Regions from separate parts of the Mus musculus genome. Here all the other regions are linked to region 5. Evidence: chromatin contacts called from public ChIA-PET, Hi-C, HiChIP or PLAC-seq and promoter capture Hi-C data. All regions are on one chromosome and are shown on one strand. The core of a region is the stretch at or near the end of the contact, and the rest is flanking DNA. Distances in the headings are between cores, read along the strand shown. Region 1 overlaps Pbx4 (pre B cell leukemia homeobox 4). Region 2 holds the start of Zfp963 (zinc finger protein 963). Region 3 holds the start of Gmip (Gem-interacting protein). Region 4 holds the start of Pbx4 (pre B cell leukemia homeobox 4). Region 5 holds the start of Slc25a42 (solute carrier family 25, member 42). Region 6 holds the start of Zfp866 (zinc finger protein 866). Region 7 holds the start of Atp13a1 (ATPase type 13A1).

Region 1 (2,700 bases), core at 190-2,689, 340 kb after region 5:
GCATGTGTGCCTGTGCATGTCTGGGGCTGCTAGAGGTGGGAAGAGGGCATGGGACATCCTGGAACTAAAGTTAAAGATGGCTGTGTGCTGCCATGTGGGTGCTGGGAATTGAACCCAGGTAGTCTAGAAAAGCAGTTGGTACTCTTTTTTTTTTTTTTTTTGAGACAGGGTTTCTCTGTGTAGCCCTGGCTGTCCTGGAACTCACTTTGTAGACCAGGCTGGCCTGGAACTCAGAAATCCGCCTGCCTCTGCCTCCTCTGCCTCTGCCTCTCTGCCTCTCTGCCTCTCTGCCTCTCTCTCTGCCTCTGCCTCTGCCTCTGCCTCTGCCTCTGCCTCCTCTACCTCCTGAGTGCTGGGATTAAAGGCGTTCGCCACCATGCCCAGCGCAGTCGGTACTCTTAACTTCTGAGCCAGCTCTCTAACTCCACTATAGTACCATGACTACGTCTATGACGATGTCTATGACAATGACCACTACTACTACTTTCCTCCTCCTCCTCCCCCTCCTCTCCCCCCCCCCCAGAGTTTCTCTGTATAGCCCTGGCTGTCCTGGAACTCTCTGTGTAAACCAGGTTAGCCTTGAACTCACAGAGATGCCTGTCATCTCCTGATGGCTGGGACTGAAGGGATGCTCTACCAGGCCCAGTCCTGTATTTTCTTTTTGACATAAGGATCTAACTGTGTTACCCAGATGGACTGGATTCCTGGGTTCAAGTGACCTTCCTCTATAGCTTGGACACAGGCTACTCAACTCTTCATGGCTCTAGACAAAGATCAGAGTTTCAGTGTGGATTTGAGCACTGCTGAGAGGGTTCAGTGGCCGGCAGGAAACTCATCTCCACAGAGAGACCCTACCTCACCCTTGGCTCAGCTGCCCTTGGGGTTTCCTCAGCCTGAGGTGCCCTAATGGTGTTTCCTTTCTCTTGACTTCTGCTGAGGTGCACCTCATGGCCTACTCCTCTGTACCCCAAATTCAAAACCTCTCTTAACTAATATGGCAGGCCACTTTAGTAGATCCTGTCACCGACTAGGGGATGTGACAAAGTGGAGTGAAGCTTCTAGCACAGGGCCCAGGTCACCCAATAGGAGTGGCCCTGGATGTAGCAGGGCCTTTGAACCTTGCTTACTCTGTTCCCTGGAGGACCTGGCACCAGCAACATGGTGCCAGGGGCAGAAGGGTGGGGTGATCTGCCTGTTGTTCACACTGTCCATAGTGCCCAAGCTCCCAGGCTTACACTCTGACCAGAGGTGCAGACCCTGCCCTCAGCTCTGGCCTTGTGAGGACGTCCGACTGCTCCCTGAGGAATAGGACCCTGGGCTCTGTCACGGAGACATAACTAGAACAGCCTGGGCTGAGGGCAGTGCCTAAGGGCAGGACACTCACCCTTTCCAACTGTGAAGCAAGGAGGAACATGGCATGTGACAGGGCTGCAGTGACTAATGTCAGAGGAGCTGTGGCTGAGTGACCCCATGCTGCAGCCTGTGGGGCTTGCACTCCTGGCTCCAGTGCTGGCCCTGCCTTCCCGCCACTCACTCTGAAACTTCAGGAATGTTCTCTTAGCACTATGGCCTCTAGTCACTCTCTCCTTTGCCTCCAATTCCAAGAAAGGCAAAGGTGATTGTTGCCAAACAGGGTCAGGTTTCTCACTCACCCAGCAGAGCTCATACTACATATCTGTCCTGCTGCAACCACACGGGTCCCAGGAGCCTGAGCTGCCAGTCTCCTAGAGCTCACACCAGCACCTTGAGGTGCCATGACACTCTCGCACTCCTCTTCTAGGAGAGGGAGCAGAGTCCCCACCAAAATTCTAATTCACAGCGCAGAGCCGGGATTGGAGCAGAGCCAGGCTGAGGCACCTGACCAGGGCCACACAGTAAGGAACTTCCCCACGGGTCCTCCCCACACAGTAAGGAACTTCCCCATGGGTCCTCCCACACAGTAAGGAACTTCCCCACAGGTCCTCCCCACACAGTAAGGAACTTCCCAATGGGTCCTCCCACATAGTAAGGAACTTCCCAATGGGGTCCTCCCACACAGTAAGGAATTTCCCCATGGGTCCTCCCACACAGTAAGGAACTTCCCCATGGGTCCTCCCACATAGTAAGGAACTTCCCCATGGGTCCTCCCACACAGTAAGGAACTTCCCCATGGGTCCTCCCACACAGTAAGGAACTTCCCCACAGGTCCTCCCCACACAGTAAGGAACTTCCCCATGGGTCCTCCCACACAGTAAGGAACTTCCCCACAGGTCCTCCCCACACAGTAAGGAACTTCCCAATGGGTCCTCCCACACAGTAAGGAACTTCCCAATGGGTCCTCCCACACAGTAAGGAACTTCCCCACGGGTCCTCCCACATAGTAAGGAACTTCCCCACGGGTCCTCCCCACACAGTAAGGAACTTCCCCATGGGACCTCCCACACAGTAAGGAACTTCCCCACGGGTCCTCCCCACACAGTAAGGAACTTCCCCATGGGTCCTCCCACACAGTAAGGAACTTCCCCACGGGTCCTCCCCACTCAGTAAGGAACTTCCCCACGGGTCCTCCCCACACAGTAAGGAACTTCCCCACGGGTCCTCCCCACACAGTAAGGAACTTCCCCATGGGTCCTCCCCACACAGCAATAACTTTCCCAGGAGTCTTCCCTCCTCCCATATTAACAAACTTTCCTAGGAGTCCTCCCCATACATTAAGTAACT
Region 2 (2,700 bases), core at 160-2,659, 460 kb after region 5:
CAAAGGAAAACGGCTGCAAATGTGATTCAGTGGGGCCAGGCTCCATCCCAAGAAGGCAGCAGAATTTGGCCATGATGTCTGTGTGGTTCTGACTTTAGAGTCAAGTCTGTAACTATGGAGAGTGTATGGCAGTGTAGTCCCTGCATGGAAGGTACTGAGAAGCTATTGTGAGTCATTTTGGAATTCAAACCTGGATTTCAGTGGAGATCCTAGAGCCATGAGACATCCGCCAAGGAGAGAATTGTCTTGAGCCTTAGAAGATATTTGGACCTTTAAATAATGTTGAGACTGTGAAAGTCTATGGGGACTTTTGACGGAGAACCAAATGCATTTTGCATTATAGTATGGTCTATGGGGGCCAGGGAGTGGAAGGAGGTGGTTTGAATGAGAATGGCTTCCATAGGCCATGTTTCAGTGTTTGGTCCCCAGTGATGGAACTGTTTGGGAAGAATTGGGTGCAGCCTTGGTGGTGGAGGTGGTCTTCGAGGTTTTAAAAGACTTGTGCCATTCTCAGTGGATTAAGGTGTGAGTCCTCAGCCTGTGGCCAAGCCTTAACAATACCAGCATGGACTGTTACACACTGCACCTCTAAGCCTGGTTAAACTGTTTTATAAGTCACTTCAATCATGAAGTTTTATCATAGCAACAGAAATGTAACTATGTCAGGCAAGTGCCCTTAATCACTGAGCGATCTCTCCAGCTCCTGTTTTTTTTTTTATCAACTCTAATTTTGTCTGTTTGTTTGCATTGGGTATGTTTATTTGTGCAGGCTAGTTTTATGTCAATTTGACACAAGCTTGAGTCATCAGAGTGGGGAGCCTCAATTGAAAATGTCTCCATGAGCTTGGGCTGTAAGCAAGCCTGTGAGGTCATTTTTAAAAATTAGAGATTAATGGGGGGAAAGCCCATTGTGGCTGGGGCCATCCCTGGACTGGTGGTCCTGGGTTCTCTAAGCAGCCGTATTTGCAGACAGTTTGGAGTCACCCGATGTGGGTTCTGGAAATTGAACTTGGGTCCTCTGAAGAGCAGCATGTGCTCTCAACCTCTCAGTATCAACTGGAACCAGAGTGGTCTGACTGGCCTCCTAGGTCTGAGGCACAGGGGCCATTGTATTAGACACTGAGTTGGTAACTGGACTGCTTACGAGAACCATCTGGTACCCTGTTAGACTAGGAAGTGCTTGCCGAGTTCACTGAGACAGCAGGGCCCAGCTCTCCAAGAACAAGAACAAGTTCTGCGTCAATGTAAATTCTCCTGACCATATGCTGGAGTAAAAGGCAGGCAGTCCAGGGCAGAGACTGCCTGGTCATCACTTCAGCTCCTGCTGTCAATCAGCAGTCGCTGGGCGGACCTAGCCAATCAGGGCCTTCAAGCTTACACCACTCAATCAAGAGCGAGGTAGGGCAGTGGGAGGCGGATTTTCTCTGTCCGCCGTGTTGTAGACTGAACTCCGTGGCTCAGGGAGGCCCCGTGGGTGCGTGTGCTGCGCTGTGGCCGCCGCTGTGAGGGGAGCACGGGCAGCTCGGAAGCCGCGACATGGTGAGCGCAGGGCCGCTGTCCCAGGTGGAGAGGAGTGGCAGCTATCGGTAGCTCTTCGCTTGTGCGGCGTTAGGCCCGCTGCGGTTGGCGGCGACTAGGTCGCTGCGGCTGTGTCGCTCCGCCCTTCGGCCGCGTCTGCGCAGAGCTCAGGGCGCCGCAGGGGAGGCCCCGCCCTCCGTGTCGGTGACGTCACGGCCACGAAGTGGTTTTTGTGTTGTACCCTGAGGCTGTTTGCTGAACTCAAGGTCCTGCCGGTTCCCCTGAGTTGTCTTCACATATTGGTGGAGAGTCCACTTTGAAATACTTTTGTGGGAGTTGTAAACTCTTAAGTTTTTGCTTATTTATGCCTATGTTGGATAGTATTTGTGAAGACAATTACTCTCCTGAGTTTAATTTGCTCTTTTAAAAGAACATTGACTATTTTGTGAGGTTCTTTTTTTATACTGTTTTGTAGATAAATTAGTTTCCAAATATTCGTACACTATTATGATCATTAAATTTCTTTGTAAAGATAAAATCTTTTATTTGTGTACTATTTATTTAGAATTGTCTGGAACGTTGAGGGTTTTTTTTCCCCCTTTACATATAAACCTTAGAACGGCTTTCTGCTGTTACACAAGATGTTAGCATTCTTGTTGGGATTGTGTTTTGAATTTATAGTGTAAATTGAGGAAAGCAACATCTTGGTGTTGTCTTCTATTTACTAGGCCAGTGCATATTCTTATTTGATTTTTTTTTTCTTTTTTCTGGACACTGGATCTCTCTGTGTCAGTGGTTCTTTACCTTTCGGTTAAGACAATCAGAAAACACTAATTCCCAATGGCTTTAGGAACTGAGATACTGCTCAGTTACAACATTACAATTATAACATAGCAACAAAAATAATTTTTTGGTTGGGAGTCACCTCAACATGAGGAAATGTATCAAAGGGCCGCAGCGTTAGGAAGGTTTAGAGTGACTGCTCTATGTATTCCTGGCTGTATGGGAATTTGCCATGTAGCTCAGGCTGGCCTTGAGTTCACAGAGATCCCTCGTCTCTGACTCCCAAGTGCTGGAATTAAAGACCTGTGCCACCGTGCCTGGCTTGATTCATTTTTGAAAAAGAAATTTATCTTCATCCAAGGATCTTTGTGAAATTTAGTATATGCTTCTCTTTGTGTC
Region 3 (2,700 bases), core at 37-2,536, 400 kb after region 5:
GGCTCCTGTCTTAGGCTCAGGAGGTTGGAAGTCAGGGTGTCTGGATGTGGGGCAGCATGATACCCAAATAATTAGGGAGCTCTGCCCAATGTGGTGACACAGGCTCAGACTCACACGTTCCCCAATGATATCTCGAGGTTGTCCAGGCTCTGGAAGATGTCACTGTATCTCTTCCTGCCCTCAGGAGCTGGGGTTAGCTCTGGGGGAGGGAAGTGTAAGAAAACATGAGCCAACCAGTGTCTCTCTCCACCCATTAGTAGTGGCAAAGCAATCCGAATGTACCTCAACAACCACTCTCAAGCAGAGGTGGGAAGGGGGGCGGGCGGAGAGGGGAGAGAAGGAGGGGGGAGGGAGGGGGACAGAGAGAGAGAGAGAGAGAGAGAGAGAGAGAGAGAGAGAGAGAGAGAGAGAGAGAGAGAGAGAGAGAGAGAGAGAGAGAGAGAGAGAGAGAGAGAGAGAGAGCGCTTCGGTGGGGTCATTTCTGATTCCACAGATGGATCCAGGTAAAATCTCAGAGAAGCGTTTGCTCACAGCCACAGGGACACCATGCATGGGAGGACCCATAAGCAAAGGAAGGAAACAGATGCAGCTGCCATATGAATGCTGGAGTAGAGGGCTGGCTTGACAATGGAGCCACATGGACCCCAGGCCAGACAGATGGAAAAGCACGTGGGACACACAGGCACTTAGCCTGCGGTATAAACACACGCGAGTACCGCTGAAACCACGAGGGACAGGACTGAATGACACTCGATACACAAAGACAGCCGGAAACATAACCCAGTTCTAGCCACAATTCTGCCGCCGCCCCCTAGCCTGATGCCTCGGGGCTACCTGCAGGAATATTGGCCATGACACCCTGCCCCCATCCATCCTACGATCAGAAGCAGAAGCGGCCACTTCCCCTTCCTGGGCCCCTTCCCCCAGGCATCCGGGGTGCCCGCTCTGGCGGGCAATCCGAGGGCTGAAGGCTGGCGTCGTGAGCACTGTGCGCTTCAGGGGTCTCCAAGGTGCTCGGGGATCCCCTCGTTCCTTCCCCTGTCAGTACTCCTTTCCCGGCTGTCAGATAGCTCAGGGGTAAGTTGGGTTTTCTGGTTTAGGAACTGAGGAGCGGTGGTGGGAGGCCCCCCCCCTTCGGTCCCCACCCCGTACCTGTCTCCGCTGAGTCCATGGCGATGCCCGGGGGCAGGGGGTGGGGTGGGGAACGCGCGGCAATGCTGAGAAAGGGACAGGGCTGCGCGCCGCCCGGGACCAGCCCGATTTCCTGCCTCTGCCGACCCAGTGGTGTCGCCCCGCCCCAGCTATGCCACGCCTCGAGACGACCACGCCCCTCCCGGAAGTCGCCATCGCATTTGACTAGCTTCCAGAGTTTACCCCAGTAGAGGAGCCCCAGCGAGCCAGGGGTCCCTTCTGTAGATTTCTGTAGCACCCTAAGTCCCTGTAGCACTCTTCCAGCAAGCCGGGGATGTCTGCCCCAGAACATTCCACACCCAGCGACTAGATTTAACTCCCCGCCTAGGCTTTTAGATCCAGGGCACTCCTGTGAAGAACTGCAATGAAGGACTGCAATAAACCCCAAATCTCCAGGGCAGGCTTATTTTGTTTGTTTTGTTGTTTTGGAGACAAGTGTCTCACTATGTGGCCTGGCTTGGTTTATTTGGTGTGTGGGACTGATTAGCCTCCAACTCAGAGATCCCCTGCCTCTGCCTGCTGAGATTAATGATGCACACCAGGGCTGGAGAGATGGCTCAGCAGTTAAGAGCACTGTCTGTTTTTCCAGAGGTCCTGAGTTCAATCCCTAACAACCACATGGTGACTCACAACCATCTATAATGAGATCTGATGTCTTCTTTTCTGGTTCAGCATGAAGAGAGAATAAATCTTCAAGTAAAAGTGCAAACCACTGTCTAAGTGGGTGAGGCTCCTGAGGTGGTCGGCTCCCTTTCAAAGCAGTCAGTGGTTTTAGGGCAGGCAAGGCCACAAACACCTTGCACTGTGACCTCCATGCATGTAAGGAGGCTATCCACGGTGGCCAGTGACAGTGCGCCTGACAAGAGAGAGGATGTGCACGACACTAGAAAACCTGAGGTCCTAGGTCCAGGAACGCCCGCAGAGGGTGTCTCTCTCCTCTGGGCCTGTGGTAATCCTAGGCCCTTGAGTGACCACCTGGCCCCTCCAATTCCCAGGGGGCCCTGTGTGGCACAGATATAAGTGGCAGCAAGCTTTATAAAATTGCAGACGCCGATTTATTTACCAAAGGTGCTAGCCAGGACTCTTCTACTAGCCCGGCCAGCGGATGCCCACAAGGGTCCCAACTCAGTCTTCCAAGAGCAAGGCAGGGCTGCCTCACTGTGGAGATGGGAGCAGTGCTCCCTCCTGGGGCAGCGGCGGTTTTCCTGTTCAGTGGCAGCCAGGGTAGGCAGTGGATACCAGCACCATCTTCTCAGGAAGGCACTCTCAGCTTCGGAGTCCCCAAAAAGAACTGTAGGACACGGTCAGCCAGGAGTGCCAGGCAGAAGTCCAGGGCCAGGACCTGGCCGATGACCAGCTTGAACTGTCAAGAAGGAAGCAGGCTGAGCTGGGTCTGTGGCTGAGCTGGGCCAGGCTGGGCCAGGGCCACTGCTCAGAACCACTCACCTCTACAGGGATGTCCACAAGGCCAAACTGGCTGTTGAAGTCAGGTGAGGAACCAAGGAGCAA
Region 4 (2,700 bases), core at 197-2,696, 380 kb after region 5:
AAATGCTTTAAAATGGGTCCCTGAGTGCTGGCCTAGCATGCACAAAGCCCTGTGTTCAGCCTGAGCATCACACGAGCTGGGTGTGCTGGTACATGCACTCAGGGAGGCTGAGGCAGGAGATCATCCTGGACTGTATGTGTTGTATGGAGAGTTTCAGGCTAGCCTGGGAAACATGAGGTCCTCTCCCAAACAAACAGACAAATAAATATAAAGAAAAGGAATCCTTGGGATGTGGTTAGTGGGTGGCGGATGACTCTCACCCCAGCACTCTGAAGGTAAAGACTGCATGATCAGGAGTTCAAGGTTATCTTTTGTTTGTTTGTTTGTTTGTTTGAGTCTCTGGATGGTTCTAGCCAGGGTTTCTCTGTGTAGCCCTGGCTGTCCTGGAACTCGCTTTGCAGACTAGGCTGGCCTCGAACTCAAAGATCCTTCCAAGGTTATCTTTTAATAAGTTTGAGGGATGGAGAGAGGGCTCAGTGGTTAAGAGCACTGACTGCTCTTCCAGAGATCCTGAGTTCAATTCCCAGCAACCACTTGGTGGCTCACAGTCATCTGTAATGGGATCTGATGCCCTCTTCTGGTGTGTCTGAAGACAGCTACAGTGTACTCATATACATAAAATAACTGACTCTTTAAAAAAAATGATGAGTTTGAAGCAAGCCTGGTGATAAAAGCTCCTGCCAGGTTGGGGGTGGGTACACTGGAGAGAGAGCTTAGTGGTTTAGTGTACTCGCTACACTCCCAAAGAACTGGAGATCTCTACTCACATGTCGGGAGCACACACACATACACACAAAGAGAAAATAAAAACTATAAAAAGACGGGTGCCCTCTATGTCCACCCAGCTCCCCATATCCGTTCCTGAAAGTTCTCAACGGATCCTGTATCAGATCATTCTAGTACAGGCTCTTCAGTAGCTTCTCTTCCACTGTGTGACTTGCAAACTTGCGGTCTTTGCCCTACCCCAACCCTACGCGTCCGCCAATAATAGATCACTTAACCCTTCCAATGTCTCCTGTTCCCAGGGCCGGGCTTTTACCTCCATAACTCTGATACCCTCTTTCCTCACGAAGTCACCCTTTAGTCCAGGACAAATTCTTGTATCCTTCATTCCCTCTGGCCCAAGATCACTCCGCCTGTCCATCACTCCAAGCTCAGCTGCACCTGTCCCATCCTCATCCCGCCTCCGCCCCTTCCCTTCCTGCCCGGGAGCCGCACCTGGCCTGAGCCTCGTCCAGGCTCTGGTCGGTGATGGCCATGATCTGCTGCAGGACGTCGCTCGTGTCATGGCCTAGTGGAGCTGTGGTCGGCAGGCGGCGCGGGGCGGGCTGTGGCGGCACGGGACGCAGAGGGGCGGCCATGGGCTACAGTCCCGAGCGAGCGCAGAGGGACAGGTCCCGCCGGGCTCTCGCGCTTGCGCAGCAGCCAACCGCCGCAGACCCAGGGACCACGCCTCCTTCAAGTCCACTAGCCAATAAAACGCCCTTTTCATCTATCTTCGCCGTGCATCACCCTCTCCTTCGCGATGCGCCCCAAACAGCTTCTCAACGGCTGCTGAGGGTTGAGGGTTGTCTAGGAAACAGGAATTCTCTTCTGATCCTCCCACCCCTCAGGACACGCCCCCTGTGGGCGCCGTCACCAATCAGCACCATGCACTGTTCCCCCTCCTCAGCGACTAGCTAGAAACTTCCTTTCTCAACTGCCAGTAAGAAAGGAACCCCATGGTTGGGGTTGCCATGGTAACGACTACCGCCTGCATTTGCTTAAGTCTGGTGCACTTTATGGCTACCTTCCCCATCATAGGCCCTCGTCCCTTGCTTACTCCAGTGCCTCTGCCTTCTCTTTAGTCCTGGATCTGTTTAGGTTATCACTTCTTCACAGGGCCCGGGTTCTTTACAGTCATTCACATCTGAGTTTACTTCCTCAGAGGCTTGCATCCTCACTGTTTGCTCCCCATCTTCATATTTTTCAAAAATTTCAAAAATTTGTGGGTGGGCAAGGCGACACATGCCTTTAATCCCAACACCAGGGAGATGGATCTCTGTGAGCTCTAGGCTAGCCTAGGCTACATAGTTTCCAGACAGCCAGGGCTATACAGAGAGACCTTGTTTCAAAAATAACTTGAGACAGAGTCTCTTATTGCCCATGCTGTCCTCAAGTTTGTTATGTAATGAAGGTTGCCCGAGTTTGCTATGATTGGAGCATGATCTCGAACTTTCTTCTACCTCTAACTCCTAAGTGCTGGGATGAGTGCTGTGTGCCACAGGGCCCTGTTTGTGTGGTGAAGAGGATGGAATTCAGGGCAGCAAGCATACCAGACAAAACCCTACCAACCTAACTATATCTGTACCCTAAATTTTCAGCGTCTTGAGTCAGTGCCTCATATAGTTCAAACTGATATCAAATTCACTGGTAACTGAGAGTGCCTTCCCCTCTCCTCACTGCCCTGGCTACTTCCTCAGAACTGTGGGTCTTCCTCCTCATAGCTCCCCACAGCTCCTCAGAATTCCCACTCCCCAGTCCTGCCTCTTCCTCAAGGCCTCTCACACCTGAGTCCCAGGCTCCGCAAAATTTCTGGTCCTTTTCACAGTCCCTCCCACCCCCCGCCCTGGGGTTCTCCCAGCAGCCCTCAGGGTCCTCCACTCTATGACTCCTCAGAATTCTTCTGGGCTGGTGAGATGGCTCAGTGGGTAAGAGCAC
Region 5 (2,700 bases), core at 87-2,586:
GCTTTAATTAATTGCTTGCTTTAATTTTCTTGGCCATGATTTGGGTCGGTGGTCTTTCTCCTTGAATCTGTAGGATTAACATTTACCCATTGAGCCATCTTGCTGGCTCCTTCTGTTTCCACAAAGGGGTCAGGGAGGCAAGATTGAACCTAAGGATTGCTCTGTCCAAGGCTTGAGCAGACTGAGTAACTCAGGTCACTCCGTTCCCCACTGTCTTACTACCCTTTCTGAGGGGGTTCAGAGCTTCAATATACAAATTGAACAGCTAAAGTGCTCTGTAACCTTGGTCAAAGAGCTTGACCTCTCTGTGTTCCCTTTGACATGTGGTTGTATTTATTGTTTGGTTAATTCACCAGTTACCACAAACACAGGGATGTCATAAGATCTCGTAAAGGATAAAGCTTGGACCCAGAGACGTCACTTTCTGAAAGTCAGATCACGTCAGCAGGATTGCACTTTTGCTTCCCATGTTTTGCACATGAACTCAAGTAGCAGAGGAAGGCTGAGTGATCTGAGTTTCTGCCCTTTGTATCATCGGCAGGGGAACAGTAAAGGAGGGACGGGCTGAGAATTAACCAAGAGTGTTTCAACTGTCAAAGTCTAAATTCAGGAAAGAGTAAAGCTTCTGAGCGCCATGGGAACCTGAGGAGTCTGCGCGGAACATACTAGATCATCCAGGGCAGACAAGATAGTTATGGTCTGTACCTAGCGCGCCCACCCCTGGAAGATGCACCGCCTACAGCTTCTGCGATTGGTCCCAGGACCTGTACATCTTTAGTGTCGCAGTCAATCATCGTTGCCCTCCGGGCTACACCCTCCGATCCTCGAGCTTCGCCCTTGCCCAGCGCGCCAGCTTACTCAGAGCGCTGACCTTGCTCTTCAGCGATTGGCTAAGAGGGCTGTTTCCAGGCCCCGCCCCCTCCCTTCAGTTATTGGCCCAAAGCGTTGCTTGTTTTCTGCAGAATCCAATCCTCGCTTCTGTCTCCTTGTGCCCCGAATTCTCAGAAACCAAGAGCCGCCTTTCCTCTTAGCTCCGCCTATACCCCTTGGCAATTGGCCGGAAGCTCTGCCCATTTTCTGCGGGTTCCAATTCTTGAACGCCCCCCACCAGGCCTCTCCGCCTTGTACCCGGTGTAGAACGCTCAGAAGAACCAGGGCCGCCCCTCCATGTAGCCTCGCCCCTTCCTTTAGCGATTGGTTAAAAAGGATGCCCGTCTGTGCCATGCTTACCAATTCTTGCCGTCTCCAGCGCTGATTGGACAGGGCGTGACCAATGGCGGCAGGGCCTGGGCCCCTCCCGGCCTCGAGCTTAGGGCCCGCGCGAGGCGGGGCTGCAGCGGCTGAGGCGGCTGAGGCAGTAGCGGCAGCAGCGGCGACGCGTCCGGGCAGGTGAGCGCGACCCAAGGAGTGCAGGCGCCAAGGGGCGACGCGGGGTGGCGGGGTTCTCGCGGCCCGGGCTGGGAGGAAGCGCGGCATGGGGCCGTTTCGTTGTGACAGCAGTGTCGCGAGCGTGGAGAGGTGACAGATCCCCTCACACACCCTGTGTTTCGCGCGTCCTCGGGGTCCCCACGGCCAGGCCGAACCCTAATTTCACACCGAGCTGCCCTGAGAGTGACAACCCCTGTGAGGCCAAGGTGGCCGCTTACGCACCCAACATGCGTGCCTCGCAGACCTGATCTTCCTCAGCCCGCTGCGTGTCCTTCCTTTGGAACCCGGGTGGACGCTTCGGGTGCAAGCTTCGGGTGCCACCCGGACGCGGCTGCTACACACGTGCACCTGCGTGCCTCTCCCCGTCCCTGTCGCGCAACCATCGCTTCACTCCCAAAGCAAAGTCCACCTAACTTGTGGTTTTAAATTTTTTATTTTCGTCCCCCGTGTAGTGCGAGTGGTGGCTTGGTTTTGGAAACCGTGTTTCACTGTGTAGAGCCAGCTGGTCTGGAACTCACAGAGATCTCCCTGCCCCTGCCTCCCAAGTGCCAGGATTAAAAGTGTGGGGTACCACCTGGTCTGTTATTGCTTTAACAGGGCTTTTAAATTTATTTCTAGCATTTCATTTTATTGTATTTATTTATTGATTAGTTTTGGAGTCAAAGTCTTGCACTGTAACCCAGGTTGTCCTTGAACTTTTATAAAGAGTGCTTGAGGTCAGGTGAGATGGCTCAGCAAACTGAGTTTTTGGGAACTGCCAAAAGTTGTCCTCTGATCTCTACATGGGCTCTGTGGCACACACGTAAATACACACACACACACACACACACACACACACACCACAATATGTATATGTATATGCATATAAAATCACTTCTTGACACAGCATGATGTTATGAGTCATCTGTGCACTGAACAGGTAGAGGTAGGATCAGAAGTTCAAGGTTACCTTGGCTACACACAGTGAATTTGAGTAGCCTGGTCTGTTTAAGACCTTGTTTCACAAAAAGAAAGGAAAGAAAACTAATGAGCAAACAGTGCATAGACGGGAGTGGAGTTGGTAGAGTGCTTGTTTGAAGTTGGGGGTTCCATTCCTAGCACCAGAGAAACCAGGTGTGGGGGTACACACTTATCATCTCAGCAGGGGGATCTGGAGTTCATGTCCAGCCTGGGCTACTCAGAGGCCCTGTCTCAAAGACCAATAACAAACAAAAATCTCAGGGCTGGACAGCTTTTGAGTCATTTCTGGACTTAGAATAATCTCCTCAGCCT
Region 6 (2,700 bases), core at 80-2,579, 440 kb after region 5:
CTAGGTAATGATACTGCCCACTTTTAGGAAGAGCCTTCCTATCTCAACTACCCTATTTAGAAACACCCTTACATACATGCTGGAGGGTTGCTCCTATCACTTTGACAATCAAGACTAATCATTACACGACTGAACACCACTCACTGATCTGTTCATTGACTCCATTAGCTTTGCTGGGTTTTTCCTTCTTATTGTTTCTACTGCCAGTACTCCCCCACTTCTTCTTTAGTAAAAATGGGTGAACGCCTTTTTCCCAGCACCCGTGAAGCATAGGCAGGTAGACCTCTGTGTTTGAGATTAGCCTGGTCTACAGAGTGAGTTCTAGGATAGCCAGGGCTATACAGAGAAACCCTGTCTTGGAAAAAAACAAAAAAACAAAAAACAAAAACAAAAACACCAGGATAGCTAGGGCTACACAGAGAAACTCTAACTCAAAAAACCAAAAATTAAATAATAAAATGTTCTGATGATTTAGTGGCTATGTACGTGTGTGTGTGTCTGTGTATATTTATGTGTGTGTGAAGAACACACTTGTGGAGGCCAGAGGACAACTTTCCTGAGTTGGTCTTCTTCTACTATGTTCATGCTTAACCTACTAAGTCATTTCCTTGACCCACGTCTTCAATTTTCTTTTTCTTTTTCTTTTTGCTTTTGTTTAAATTAGAATGTCTGTAGAGGCCTGGAGAGGAGAAACGGGGGTGAGATGGAAGGATAGAGAGGTTTTTGGTTTTTGTTTGTTTGTTTGTTTTGGTTTTTTCAAGACAGGGTTTCTGGTGTAGCCTTGGCTGTCCTCACTCTGTAGACCACTCTGGCCTCGAACTCAGGAATCTGCCTGCCTCTGCCTCCCAAGTGCTGGAATTAAAGGTGTGTGCCACCACTGCCTGCACTGCCCGGCTGGATAGAGATCTTAACTGGAAGAACACACATGCTATGAAAATAGAGGAAATGAATACTTGTGTTAATGTGCAACCTGGGACAGATGTATAAACCATAGATGTTCCTTACTCAAATTCCTGATGCCTGGAGAACATCATGTCCAGTTATAATTTGACCTTCTAATTAAAACTGACCTGAGCACCTTTCTAATTGTGAGGCAGCAGGATTGCTGCAATGAGCACTCGGTGTGCACAGTGACGACTTGGTGATGGAGTACTGCTTTACCAGGGAGAAGCTAGTTCTGCTTAGAAGCAAGGAGGGCGGGGCTATGGCTGTCATTTGAATCCCACACTTCGGCTTTGGAAGCTAGTGTCACTCAGGCTTTGGTAGCCAATCAGGTTCTAGAACCGTGCCGTCTAATCAGGACTACTGGAGAGCGGCAAGAGGCGGGTTCTTCACGGCCGCCATATTGTGGCTCGGCTCTGCGGCACAGGGAGGTGCGGTGTGTTGTGCTGTGAGCGCTGCTGCCGGGACCAGTGAGGAGAGCGCGGGCGAGTTCGGAAGCCGCGCCATGGTGAGCAAGGGCCGCTGTCCCTGCCCGCTGTGGTGGATCCTCCCCGAGGCTGGGGCGGGGCGGCAGCGGCATTCAGTGCTGTGTGGCGCTGGGCCCTGTGTCCTCTTCGCCGTGGTCCGCGCCTGCGCAGAGCGCGGAGCCTCCCTGCGGAGGCTCCGCCTCGCGCAGGAAAGAGTCGGTGCTCTGTCTGGGGCAGGCGTTTTATACAGTCCTGCTTTGGGTATCTCATCAGAAGGTTGTAAAACAATAGGTCATCTAGTTTCTGCTACTTTCTAGAAGTTCTGAATTTTCATGTAACATTTAGGTCAAAGCAATCAACTTGAGTTAATACTGTGAATTTTAAACTTTAAAAAAATTATTATTTTTTGTGCATTGGTATTTTGCCAAAATGTATGTATGTCTTTGTGAGGATGTCAGATCCTCTGGAACTGTTGTTGAGCTGCCATGTTGGTACTAGGAATTGAACTCAGGTCCTCTGGAAGAGCAGCCGGTTTTCCCAACCATTAAACCATCTCTCCAGCCCCAACATTGTGAAACTCTATTTAATTTCTTGTCTATAGACATCGGTTCTGCTAATAACCTTTTGCTATTCTGCCCTTTGTTGAGTTTCCTTTGCTACTTTGTCAAAAAAAGGTACACACACACACACACCCCATATATATATGTGTGTGTATATAACATGTGTATATATAATATCTATAACTATATATATACACTTTAAGTCTGTGTGCTGTTTCTTTGGAATTGTGTGGACCATTTTCGTTTTTTTCCACTCTCCACATAAACTTGAGAATCAGTTTCTTAATTTTTCATAAGTTGTTAGGATTTATATTGTGATTATTTAAATCTTAGTGCAGATTGAGGAAACATGACGTTCAGTTCTGAAGCTTCCTATCGCCATATTTATGGGGTATCACTATTTTGTGTTTGCTTTTTGTTTGGTTGGGGTTTTGTTGTTGTCTTTTTTGCTTATTTTGTTTTTTGTTAGGTCTGCTTTGGCCTAAAACTCACTCTGTAGAGGCTGGCCTTGAAATCATAGCCATACACCTGCTTCTCTCTGCCTTCCATGTGCCAAGATTCAAGGCATTGTCTCCCACTGCCCTGCATGGTTTTGTTTTGTTTTGTTTTTTGTTGTTAAAAATTATAGTTCTTGCTGGGTTGGTTGGTCAGTCTACTTTTAACCCAGCACTTGGGAGGAAGAGGTTGGCAGATTGAGGCTAGCCTGGTTTACATAGCTGCAGAGTTCCAGG
Region 7 (2,700 bases), core at 121-2,620, 420 kb after region 5:
CTACCCAGAACAGATATTGGTGTGCCAGGCTTCAAATCTGGTGATCTGTAGTGTGCTCACTGGGTATTACCCTCAACCTAGAGTACCTTAAAGTCAGTGCTTCCTGTAGTGACACTATGTTTAGAGTTCTGAATTTAGAATCACTGCACCATTCTGACAAGCCCTCATCTTAACCATACCTTACCGATAACTTGAGACTCTACGCTATTTTAAGTCACTTACAAGTAGTTCCTGGCCATCTTCAGCACCAGAATGAATTACACTCTCTTTTGGGTCTAGCAAGGGACAGACAGAAGCTGAACACTGGGCCATAGGACTTGGCTTCATACATTTGGGGGTATTACCCCACAGGTCTAATCTAACACTTAAAAAAAAAAAAAAGAAAGAAAGACCAACACAAGAGTAGAAGCCAGAAATAGTGACACAGGCTTTTAACCCGAGAACTCTGGAGGCAGAGCTAGGCGGTTCTCAGTGAGTCCTAGACGACCCAAGGCTGCATAGTGAGATCCTATCTTACAGGAAAAAAAAAAAAAGAGTAAGAAAAGAAAACCAAAACCAAGGTAGGAGATGACGGAGAAGCAAGGCGGAACCGTTCCAAGAACAATACACCATATGGGAGCTAAGAGAACAATTCACACTAACAGTAGCATATGGATCCTGCTCTAAGTGTGTTCCAGGTGTTTCTTGTGAATCAAAATAACCAGCCACAACTGCATGGCGAGTCACAGCGGGGTCAGAAGTAGGCCTGAGCCATAGGACAGGGGGCGCCGCTGGAGAATCGAGCTGTTAAGATTGGAGACTCGCAAGCCCGCGGCAGCCCGGTACCCCCGCTAGGCCCCATTGTGCCTGGGTCCCGGTCCGGGTCGGGGTCGGGCGCGCGCGCGCACTTACCGGGGTGCAGGTGAGCGCGCAGTGCGCGTGCACAGACCAATGCCCCGACAGGACAGTGAGTGCGTGCGCGAGGCAGATGGTGGCGAGCGCCAGCAGCGCGGCCTCGGGTATCTGGGTCCAGCTGCTGCCCCATCCCCAGCAACCGCTGGCGGCGGCGCCCAGCCAGGCTGGGTACAGCAGCCCGGCAAACGGCAGCACGGTGAGGCGCCGCAGAAGCGCCAGCCGCCGGTACGGCCACACGGCGGCCACCAGTTCGTCGCCGTTCGCTATGAGTGCTGGCCCGGCAGCTAGGCCCGGCCGCAATCGCGACCCAGGCTGAGGAGACCCGTTGTCCCGGGCCCCGCCAGGCCGGGCTCCGCAAGGAACCGCGTTGCCCACCACCGCCATCTTTCCCAGCGCTGCGCTGGCTTCCGGCAGAGGCACCGCCCCACTTCCGGTCTATTACTTCCGGTAAGGTCTGAGCGCCACCTTGGAATAGGAAGCGCCTAGGTAAACCGTTAGGTGGGTTAACACAAGTGTCTGTTCAGGGCGCCGCCATGACAAAGAAGGTACCAAAGGTCCAAATCAGCTTGCTAAGGTCGGCCGTGGCGAACTAAGAACGCAAAAGATGTAGACGGGCAGGGCGGGATTGACATCAGCAAGAGACCCTGAAACGGAAGAGCCCGTCCCTTCTCAGCAACTTTTCCGGCATCTATCTAGGAAAGAGCCTCCGTTTGGGGAGGAGAAAAGCTTACCCTAAGATACAAACTTTAGGACTTGGGACCTTTTGAGGGCGGGTTTGGGAGGAGGCGGAGCTTTCGCAAGGTAGGGTTGAGGGTGCCTTTTCCATGCAAGCCATACGGTAATAAGTACACAAGGTCACATTAACATAAATGGAAAATTAGGTACTTATGAAATATACTATGATGCTTTATGCAACTATTCTGTACAAGTACTGTTATTTAAACACAGCCATAAGAAGGTTTTGAAGATTTAAAAATATATAAGTATGTATCTGTCTCTGTGTGTGTGTGTGTGTGTGTGTGCGCGCGCGCGCTGTGCAGTTCCTACGGGGCCCTAAGAATTCGTCTGAGGTGGGAGCGGGTAAAAAAAAAAAAAAAAGAATGTGTCTGAATCCTGGATTTGGAGTTACAGTTAGTTGTGAGTGTGAGTTCTGGGAATTAAATACAGATCCTCTGGAAGAGCAGCCAGTGCTGATAGTGGCCGCTGCCTTTGACTCGCGAGTGCTGGCCACCCTACCCAGATCCAATATAGATCATTTTTATTCTTTTTCAATGTTATTTTGCTTGGTAGTGCAGGGCATCTCATGTATAAGCAAAGCTGAAGTAGGAAGATGACAACTTCAAGGTCATCTGAGAACTTAAGGAGACTTTTTCCAGACTTAAAAAAAAAAATAAAAGTGTTGGCTAGTTCAGTGTTAGAGTGCTTGCCCAGCATTCTTGAAATCCTGGGTTTCATTCTTTGTAAAAACAAACAAATAGAAAAACTCACACAGCCCCCTGACTGCAGCCTGCTGTTGCATAGTGATTTTCTCTCAGTTGAAATGACTGGAGGAAAGTTTGATAAGAGGACTAAGGAAGTTCTAAAGGCAGGCCTTGTCTCCTCGCTTCTCTTCACTCTATCCCACCCCAGGGGATTAGTCTCCAGTCCTTGGGCTTGGCAGCAAATGCTCTTGCCCTCTGAGCCTGCTCTCTACAGAGAGGTCCGTTAAGACTCAGGAAATAATTCAGAGGCTGAAGAAATTCCTGAAACCTTAGCAGGTGCAGCAGGCTCACTTCTCCCCGAGGTTATTAGGCAGGCAAGTTCATT

What was found. Promoter capture Hi-C pulls out the DNA fragments that hold promoters and counts their contacts. Hi-C and Micro-C count contacts between places; a contact is called where the count stands out from the background. ChIA-PET counts read pairs in DNA pulled down with a chosen protein or histone mark. HiChIP or PLAC-seq counts read pairs in DNA pulled down with a chosen protein or histone mark. Capture Hi-C pulls out chosen DNA fragments and counts their contacts.
Region 1: a Hi-C map of bone marrow-derived macrophages shows a contact between it and region 5, with 20 read pairs. The contact joins the enhancer-like site here to the promoter of Slc25a42 in region 5. A contact is called at or near these places in 2 of 39 promoter capture datasets (cranial neural crest and second pharyngeal arch cranial neural crest), 1 of 15 datasets of contacts at CTCF or cohesin (pro-B cells), 4 of 484 Hi-C or Micro-C datasets (bone marrow-derived macrophages, brown adipocytes and embryonic stem cells), 3 of 115 datasets of contacts at active chromatin or transcription factors (bone marrow-derived macrophages, embryonic stem cells and large pre-B cells) and 3 of 9 other capture datasets (adipose tissue, liver and macrophages).
Region 2: a contact with region 5 is called in a promoter capture Hi-C map of neutrophils, with 2.9 times the contacts expected there. The contact joins the promoter of Zfp963 here to the promoter of Slc25a42 in region 5. A contact is called at or near these places in 4 of 39 promoter capture datasets (cranial neural crest, neutrophils, pre-B cells and 1 more), 2 of 484 Hi-C or Micro-C datasets (embryonic stem cells and pre-B cells), 1 of 115 datasets of contacts at active chromatin or transcription factors (memory CD8 T cells) and 1 of 9 other capture datasets (adipose tissue).
Region 3: a promoter capture Hi-C map of liver shows a contact between it and region 5. The contact joins the promoter of Gmip here to the promoter of Slc25a42 in region 5. A contact is called at or near these places in 10 of 39 promoter capture datasets (the 3T3-L1 cell line, the SN4741 cell line, embryonic stem cells and 5 more), 2 of 484 Hi-C or Micro-C datasets (Sertoli cells and embryonic stem cells), 4 of 115 datasets of contacts at active chromatin or transcription factors (bone marrow-derived macrophages, embryonic stem cells and microglia) and 3 of 9 other capture datasets (adipose tissue, liver and pancreatic islet).
Region 4: a contact with region 5 is called in an H3K4me3 HiChIP or PLAC-seq map of bone marrow-derived macrophages, with 2.4 times the contacts expected there. The contact joins the promoter of Pbx4 here to the promoter of Slc25a42 in region 5. A contact is called at or near these places in 12 of 39 promoter capture datasets (the 3T3-L1 cell line, the SN4741 cell line, cranial neural crest and 7 more), 4 of 484 Hi-C or Micro-C datasets (CD4 T cells, embryonic stem cells, natural killer cells and 1 more), 8 of 115 datasets of contacts at active chromatin or transcription factors (bone marrow-derived macrophages, embryonic stem cells, large pre-B cells and 3 more) and 3 of 9 other capture datasets (adipose tissue, liver and pancreatic islet).
Region 6: a contact with region 5 is called in a promoter capture Hi-C map of the HPC-7 cell line. The contact joins the promoter of Zfp866 here to the promoter of Slc25a42 in region 5. A contact is called at or near these places in 3 of 39 promoter capture datasets (the C10 cell line, the HPC-7 cell line and pre-B cells) and 1 of 115 datasets of contacts at active chromatin or transcription factors (embryonic stem cells).
Region 7: an RNA polymerase II ChIA-PET map of memory CD8 T cells shows a contact between it and region 5, with 82 read pairs. The contact joins the promoter of Atp13a1 here to the promoter of Slc25a42 in region 5. A contact is called at or near these places in 16 of 39 promoter capture datasets (the 3T3-L1 cell line, 3T3-L1-derived adipocytes, the C10 cell line and 11 more), 2 of 484 Hi-C or Micro-C datasets (Sertoli cells and pre-B cells), 5 of 115 datasets of contacts at active chromatin or transcription factors (acute myeloid leukemia, double positive thymocytes, memory CD8 T cells and 2 more) and 4 of 9 other capture datasets (adipose tissue, liver, macrophages and 1 more).

Annotation. Positions count from the first base shown.
Region 1 is chr8:69,866,695-69,869,394 of GRCm38.p6, reverse strand. All of the region lies in intron 5 of Pbx4 (pre B cell leukemia homeobox 4), which reads right to left. Among named protein-coding and RNA genes, the nearest start is that of Gm33746, 15 kb to the left of the region's middle. Within about 2 kb of position 1,439, at least 40 of the 459 cell types and tissues checked have an H3K27ac peak or open chromatin away from gene starts, as enhancers often do. A contact at or near this core is called in bone marrow-derived macrophages, brown adipocytes and liver, where this site is marked.
Region 2 is chr8:69,748,671-69,751,370 of GRCm38.p6, reverse strand. It overlaps Zfp963 (zinc finger protein 963), which reads left to right and starts at 1,409. Exons shown (of 4, transcript NM_001200023.1): 1 at 1,409-1,539. The coding sequence starts at 1,537.
Region 3 is chr8:69,807,273-69,809,972 of GRCm38.p6, reverse strand. It overlaps Gmip (Gem-interacting protein), which reads right to left and starts at 1,286. Exons shown (of 21, transcript NM_198101.1): 1 at 1,153-1,286; 2 at 115-199. The coding sequence starts at 1,171. Atp13a1 (ATPase type 13A1) reads right to left here. Exons shown (of 26, transcript NM_133224.2): 25 at 2,638-2,700; 26 at 2,224-2,554. The coding sequence ends at 2,444.
Region 4 is chr8:69,831,370-69,834,069 of GRCm38.p6, reverse strand. It overlaps Pbx4 (pre B cell leukemia homeobox 4), which reads right to left and starts at 1,446. Exons shown (of 8, transcript NM_001024954.2): 1 at 1,219-1,446. The coding sequence starts at 1,361.
Region 5 is chr8:70,210,917-70,213,616 of GRCm38.p6, reverse strand. Slc25a42 (solute carrier family 25, member 42) reads left to right here and starts at 1,336. Exons shown (of 8, transcript NM_001007570.2): 1 at 1,336-1,389.
Region 6 is chr8:69,773,540-69,776,239 of GRCm38.p6, reverse strand. It overlaps Zfp866 (zinc finger protein 866), which reads left to right and starts at 1,329. Exons shown (of 4, transcript NM_177899.3): 1 at 1,329-1,450. The coding sequence starts at 1,448.
Region 7 is chr8:69,789,833-69,792,532 of GRCm38.p6, reverse strand. Atp13a1 (ATPase type 13A1) reads right to left here and starts at 1,370. Exons shown (of 26, transcript NM_133224.2): 1 at 892-1,370. The coding sequence starts at 1,278.